2 separate regions of the Mus musculus genome follow, and region 2 is linked to region 1. Evidence: chromatin contacts called from public Hi-C data. All regions are on one chromosome and are shown on one strand. The core of a region is the stretch at or near the end of the contact, and the rest is flanking DNA. Distances in the headings are between cores, read along the strand shown.

Region 1 (3,404 bases), core at 814-3,313:
AGGGAGTCAGTCAGTCCTAAGGTTACAGCAGGAAGAACTGGCAACACACAATGATTTATCCAGGCTGAGACACAGCCACTGTAGTCCCTGGATGCTCTGGGAAAGGCCAAAACAACGGAGTGTGCAAGGGGACCTGGGTCTCTTGTTTTGTTCCCTCTCTTCTCTGTGACACTTTGCAGACTTACCTCCTATGATGAATTTGGTCTAGCCACCTCCTGCCAGCCTGACCACACGTCATGTGACCAAGCAAGGCCTGGGACTCAGCTTGCCACAGGTACCACATCCCCTAGCAGAGACCTCAACCATGCACTTCAGGTATACAATAGCTCTGCAGACTCAAGGCGAGCATCTCTCGTAAGAGCATTTGTGAGCAACCCCAGAAACTAGGTGCATCCTGCTCCCCTATGGGCCTGTGATGGCGCCCAAGTCAGAGTACAAGGTCCTCCACAGACCACTGAGAAAAACACAAGAAACAACTGGGGTGAGAGAGCTACATCCTGGTTCTCATAAATCATTAGTGAGGGGATAGTTTCCCCCTACAAGCCCCTCCCCCAGGCTCAGCATGAAGATCTCAGATGCCCTGAGCCCATGAAGAACCGACCTATCAGTGTGTTACAGGTCACAGGGACAGCAAGAGACCAAGCCCAAGACCCACCAAGAGCCAGGTGGTTTCCAGACCCAATTTTCAGGGCCCTGGTCCTTGTCTTTTGAACACATCCAGAGAGGGGGCCCCAAATTCTCACTCAAGTGTGGGGAACCATGAAAAGGTCAGAGCCATGGCCAGCACACCCTGAACTGACCTTTGTCCCCAGAACACTCCCCCCCCCCACACCCCCGCTCACCTCTTTCCCCACCTCTTACTCTATCCCTTCTCTCTTTGCAGGGACCACAGACCTCAGACTCTCAGCCACAAATGCTCAAAGGCCATCTTAGCCTTTCACACCTGGGAGGGGGGCCTCACAAAAGACCAGGCCAAGTCTGGATGGGACCTCAGTCAAGTTTCCTCTTCCTGGCTCCATATCTGCTGCCAAAAGCAATCCACTACTTGTGGGGCATAAGAGACTAGGAAAGGGGGGTTTAGAAAAAAGTAGGGAGCCCCGATAGTTACCCTTTTTTCTGCATCTGCCACCACCTGCCCTGGAACCCCAGGGACACACTGACTCTCCTCAGTCTCACTGAGACTGACCTAGGACATGGCCCCAGTCAGGTCATCCCCCAAGACATTGAAAGACAGGCACTTAGGAGTAGAGCCATCTCCCTCCTCCCATTTCCCAGGACACCATGTGTATCCTGGGACATCTCATAAGCATTGACACCTCCCTGAGCTTCTCTCAGTGTCCATTCCACTTCCAGGTCAGGTGTCCCTTTGCCCCCCGGACTTGTCTGTTTCAGCTGGCCCTGATATCTGAGCTGGAAAGTCTTCCTCCTCCTAGGGAGCCTTGTTTTTTTATGTCTGACATGAGTCATGCTATCTTCCCTAAGAATCTGTAGATTTTTCTCATGATTCTCTCCTGCCCATCCTATCTGCAGAAATCTCAAACCTCTGCTCAGTACCCTGGTACCACCCACCTGAGCCTGAGGCTGAGCCTAGCTCTAGGAGACTGAGGAAGAGTATCTCACACTAGTATTTCACATGGCACCATGGTCCACGACCCCCTGTGGACCCTCCTTCTACAATGTCCAAGCAGGCAGTCTCTTTCCCTCCCCCTTCCCCTCCCCCCTTCTTCCCCTCTCCTTCCCTGATCAGGAATCCTCCAGATATGCCCCACCTGCCCTTATCCAGGATCAGTCGAGGCTTTTGCTGTCCTTTTGCTGTTCCAGGAAGGTTTCTCAACATGATCACTGAGTGGTCCCACCACCCTGGGGACACTGGGACCATTCTGTCTTGATGCCAGTATAGCACGCTCTAGGAACCATTTAGAAACTTAGCCCTGGAGGTAGGGAATGTCCTGGAAAAGGCTGGCACTTAGGTTTGGGCAGGGGCAGACCAGAGGACTCTAGCACAGAGAGGCAGAGTCCAAGGCCAGTCGCAGTTCTAAGAAGGGCTGTCTGCCCTCTGGTGGCCAGACAGAGCAGAAGTGAGGACAGCATGCTCAGATAGGACCACCTTTCTGTGGAAGGGCTGGGCTGAGTCTGTGCCCTGAGAGTTTCCTTGTTAATAGAAAGGGGAGTGACCCTTCTCACCTCTACCAACACAGTTCCCTTGGTCCACCCTGCACACCTCACTTTCCCCACTAGGGAAGAAGAGCGGGAAAGAGAATGAAGCTGGATGAGTGTCAAGGAAGCAGGAGATGGCCATCACTTAGGCCCATTTGGACAACACAGATAAAGATGTCTCATGAAAGAAGGATACCCATCTGTGCTTGTCTGAAGGAAGCATTGTCTCCAGGGACCCAGGAGGAGTTGTTGTTTTGGAAGGGAAAGTGATAAGCTAAAGCTAAAATGTGAAGAGGAGCGGGGTACCTTTGACAGGCCCATGCCAAGGGGTGTCCCTAGAGATTACACCAGGCAACAGATCTAGTGTAAGGTTTACTGAGGGAGGGGAGAGCAAAAAGCTGTCTCAAAGTGGGCACGTGAGGGAGAAATAGAGGCAGACAGGCCAACAAGCAGACAGGGAGACAGAGAGTGAACAGGAGACACAGAGGAGACATGAGAAACGAGAGAGAGAGACAGAGACAGACAGAGACAGACAGAGACAGAGACAAGAGACAGAGACAGAGACAGAGAGAGAGATATCTGGGGTGACCGGAGGCACTTTTATGCACAGCATGTGCCTGGTGCACCTGACAGCAGAAGCTGCTGCTAAGTCCCTGAGAGCAGGCCAGTGTGACTGCCTGATCACTAACAGAAAGTGTGGCTGGGAGGGACCAGGTAGTCTTCCCTGTCCCATTTATCCCTGTCTGCTCATATATTTATAGTAAGCCAATGAGGATCTCTCTCTCTCTCTCTCTGTGTGTGTGTGTGTATGTGTGTGTCTTTATCTCTCTGTCTCTCTGTCTTTGTATGTGTGTGTTTGTATCTCAGTCTGTGTGTGTGTGTGTCTTTATCTCTCTGTCTCTCTCTTTGTATGTGTGTGTCTGTATCTCAGTCTCTCTGTGTGTGTCTGTATCTCTTTGTTCCTTCCTTTCCTTCCCCTTCTCTCTGTGTCTCTGTCTCTCTTTGTCTCTGTGTGTTTATCTCTCTGTCTCTCTGTGTCTATCTCTCTGTCTCTCTGCATGTCTGTGTTTCTCTGTCTGTATCTCTGTGTCTCTGTCTCTGTGTGTGTGTGTCTATAACTCTATGTCTCTTCATCTTTCTCTGTTTCTCTCTCTATGTCTCTCTGTGTGTCTATATCTCCCTGTCTCTCTGCCTTTCTCTCTATGAGTGTGTGTGTGTCTGTCTGTCTGTTTCTATCTTTCTGTGTG
Region 2 (3,324 bases), core at 448-2,947, 46 kb before region 1:
CTCTGCCCTATGCACATCTTTCCTCCTGCTCCACCCTCAAGGCTTCACTAACACTCTACTCACCTCATTTCCCCTCCCCCATCGCTGTTGGCTCGTCAATCCAAATAGGCTAGTTGGCTACCAGGATATGGAGACATCTGAAAACTCAGCTTCCCAAGAAGAGAACACATATATGGCCCGAGGACATGAGCCATCTATCTCTACAGATGACGCTGTGTGACCACAGAATCATTCATGAAACCCCAAAAGCATGAAAGACAAAGGGATGGATTGAAGAGATGTCTCTGTAGGTAAAGCAATGGCTTTGCAAAAATGAGGGCCCAAGTTTGATCCCCAGAACCAGTGTAAAAAAAAAAAATTAAAAGCTGAGTATGATGTGCACAGTTATAATTCCAGCACTGAGGAGGTACCGCTCTCTCAGACTCACTGGCATACCTGGTGAAAGCCAGGCCAACAAAAGACCCTGCTTCAAAACTGTGAATAGTGCCTAAGGTAGGACACACACACACAAAGGGGAGGGGAGAAGATGGGAGGGAGGGGAAGAAGGAGGGAGGGGGAGAGAGGGGGAAGAGAGAGAGAGGGGGGAGAGAGGGAGAGAAAGAGAGAGAGAGAAATTAAAAATAGGATTAAGCCACAGAGGACAGAGGACAACAGGAAATAGATACCCAGCACTCCTAAATTCTCAGCAGATCCTGCTGAGGAAATTGAGAGTGACCTTGGAGCATAAATCTCTGAAAACTCTGTGGGTGAGACAGGAGATGTCACAACTTCTGATCAGAGAATGTGCAGAAGGTGACTCCTAGTGGAGCTAGGACACAAGCAGCTGTGTCTGCCAGTGAGACCACAGCAGGACTGTATACACACTGAGACCGTGTACACACCGGGGTGGGATTTTTGCACACAGACTCTCCAGAAGGCTAAGCTGCATCATCACCTGTAGACACTGACCTCAGAGTTGGAACTGTCACTGGGAAAGACTTGTAATGTTGTTGTCCCTGCCTTGTGGTTTCAAAACAAATCACCTAGTTTCACTTTCACGGTGAGTTTTCACTGAGACAACAAAGGTGTTTTAATGTTTGGGGTGAGACACGGAACCTTTAGCTGCCCTTCAAGATTCCTTACCACAGGACATCCTTGCCCCACCATCCCAAGGACCCCTACCTCCGGTCTGGTAGCCTAAGCCTTGCCGGAGGGATACTACAATCATGGGATCATGGTTATCTGATCCTCTCTCTAACGTTGGCACTAGGGATATCTGGGAACCCTGTGAATGTGGAGCCCATGCACTGTGTCCAGTGTGGGCACTAGGCTCCTGCCTTTCCCTGTGTGGTTGCCCAGAGTCTTCTTGCCTGTGATGTCCCATGCAGGGAGACAAGTCCCCCTAAATGAGCAGTCCCTGAGCCCTGAATCAAACACTGACCGCAGCCATGACTAGCCTAGGAAAAGCCTAGACTTTCTTCCCGTGCTCCTAAGGCAAGTAGCTAAAAGCCGCTTTCAATTAAAATGTTTTAATGAAGGAGTCACTCAGAAACTCATCACTGTTGTGTGGACTCAGGGTAGTTCCTGCAAATGACACTCTTTCCCGAAGTTTGTTTTCTTCCTGGATTAATGCAGTCCCTTGGGTATGAGAACGGGTGGTACTTGGACCGCCTCCTCCCTGACACGCCCTCAGGTCAGGATGAGCTCAGCAAGGGCTACACCAGAGTTCATTGCCAGAGAAGCAGGTAAGAAGCTGGAGCACACATGCAGGTGAGAACTGGAGGGGAGGTGGCACCCAGAGTGTTGGGGCTCTAAAGCATGTGGGGTGAGACCCTCAGGCAGGGTGTCCCTGGCTGCAGCCTCTCTGGGACCCTCTGTTTATTGGATGCCTGTGTCTCAGTGATTTGTCCAGAGTAAAGGTGAGGCTGAGGAGTGTCCAGGCACCCTGGACATCAGGAGCAGAGTGGATCTGTGTCTCTCCAGGTGCCTCCCACCAAGCTCCAGGAGGAGCAGGTGCAGCAGCTGGGTTCTTCGGTGTGAACTGAATGGGAAGAAGAGAACAGAGCATTCTTTCTTGTCATCTGATCATGAGTACGTAAGCCAGGGGGAGGGATTTGGTGCACACAGGTGAGCTGCAGTTGACACGGGTGAATTTCTGAGGCTGGTCACTCAGAGAATCAAGACTCTATGTTATGCTCAGTCAGTGACCTGTGTGGGTCCTGTTGTTTGGGTCTCATCTTAACATAAGTAGAAGCCAACGTCTGGCTGTGGGGTTGAAGGTTCTTCTTGTGACTTTCTTCTGCAAAATCCTTGAGGCTCCATGCATGCAACTCCCAGCTGAGCTGAAGGCCATTGTGTTGCATGGGATGGGGTCAGATCTGCTTCTATCTCCTTTGGGGCTCAGCACTCATAACTGGTGGACATAGGTCATGGCATCATTTCCATCAGGAGATCCAGCAAAGGCATTGGGAAGGGAGTGTCAGAAAGGTGACATACCATGTTGGCTGTGCCAGCTGAGTCCTGAAACAGAGATCTCCCCTAAGGAATCAAATAAAAATACAGGGAAGGGACTTAACCCACACAGTCCTTGGGCAAGAATGGCAACAAAGTCTGTCAACCCATCTTTAAGGTACTAACATGAGCTTTGGGCTTAAATAGAGGAGTGGGAAGGGTCTACATCGTTAAGAAGTCCTGGTCACAGCGTAGTCTGGTTGATCACTATCTCAGTTCTGATAGGGTGCTGCCAATAAGTCCTGGTTGAGGGATAATGGGGTTCCGAAAAGGTGGCTCCTCCTGCTGGGGTGACTGTGTTAAGGGATCTGTGAGAATGTTATTCTGACACCCTGGATCACTGCAAACTAAGAACAATGACTAGAGACTTTTCATGCATTTCGGGGGGATCTGGAACATGACACTACGAAAGCCAACAGATGCTTCAGAGACTCCCGTTCTTTGTCTCCTCAGCCATGAGGAGTTCATGGGCGTTAGACAAAGGCTCCTTGAGTAACTGCCATACTTATATGCAGAGCTGATCATGAGCTGGAGCCAAAAGAACACAGATGCAAGCAAGGTGGACACAGATTCAGCCTACTTCTGGTCATTCTGTTGACTTAAGTAAAGAGGTCCTGTTATAGCTGGGAAAAACCCAGAAGTTCCCAGGGCCTGAGAGACAAGGTGGCTGGGATCTGGGTCCACAGACAAAATAGAGGCCTGAAAGAGAAATAATGCCATCTTCTCCCTCTTGAGGATCTCACCCTCACAAGGGTGGCACATAACCCAAGTCCGCTGGAAGAAGGCTGAGAACTCTCGTGTTAGGACATGATATGGAGCAGCTAGGACTCTGGA

What was found. Hi-C and Micro-C count contacts between places; a contact is called where the count stands out from the background.
Region 2: a Hi-C map of CD8 T cells shows a contact between it and region 1, with 2.0 times the contacts expected there. The contact joins the promoter of Sectm1b here to the enhancer-like site in region 1. A contact is called at or near these places in 4 of 39 promoter capture datasets (the 3T3-L1 cell line, hippocampal neurons, liver and 1 more), 5 of 15 datasets of contacts at CTCF or cohesin (CD8 T cells, the G1E-ER4 cell line, the NIH/3T3 cell line and 1 more), 32 of 484 Hi-C or Micro-C datasets (the AML12 cell line, B cells, the C2C12 cell line and 21 more), 6 of 115 datasets of contacts at active chromatin or transcription factors (Th17 cells, astrocytes, bone marrow-derived dendritic cells and 2 more) and 1 of 9 other capture datasets (liver).

The regions. Positions count from the first base shown.
Region 1 is chr11:121,016,555-121,019,958 of GRCm38.p6, reverse strand. No RefSeq gene overlaps it. Among named protein-coding and RNA genes, the nearest start is that of Gm30062, 8.8 kb to the right of the region's middle. Within about 2 kb of position 2,063, at least 14 of the 459 cell types and tissues checked have an H3K27ac peak or open chromatin away from gene starts, as enhancers often do. A contact at or near this core is called in CD8 T cells, where this site is marked.
Region 2 is chr11:121,061,942-121,065,265 of GRCm38.p6, reverse strand. Sectm1b (secreted and transmembrane 1B) reads left to right here and starts at 1,697. Exons shown (of 5, transcript NM_026907.3): 1 at 1,697-1,749; 2 at 1,963-2,070.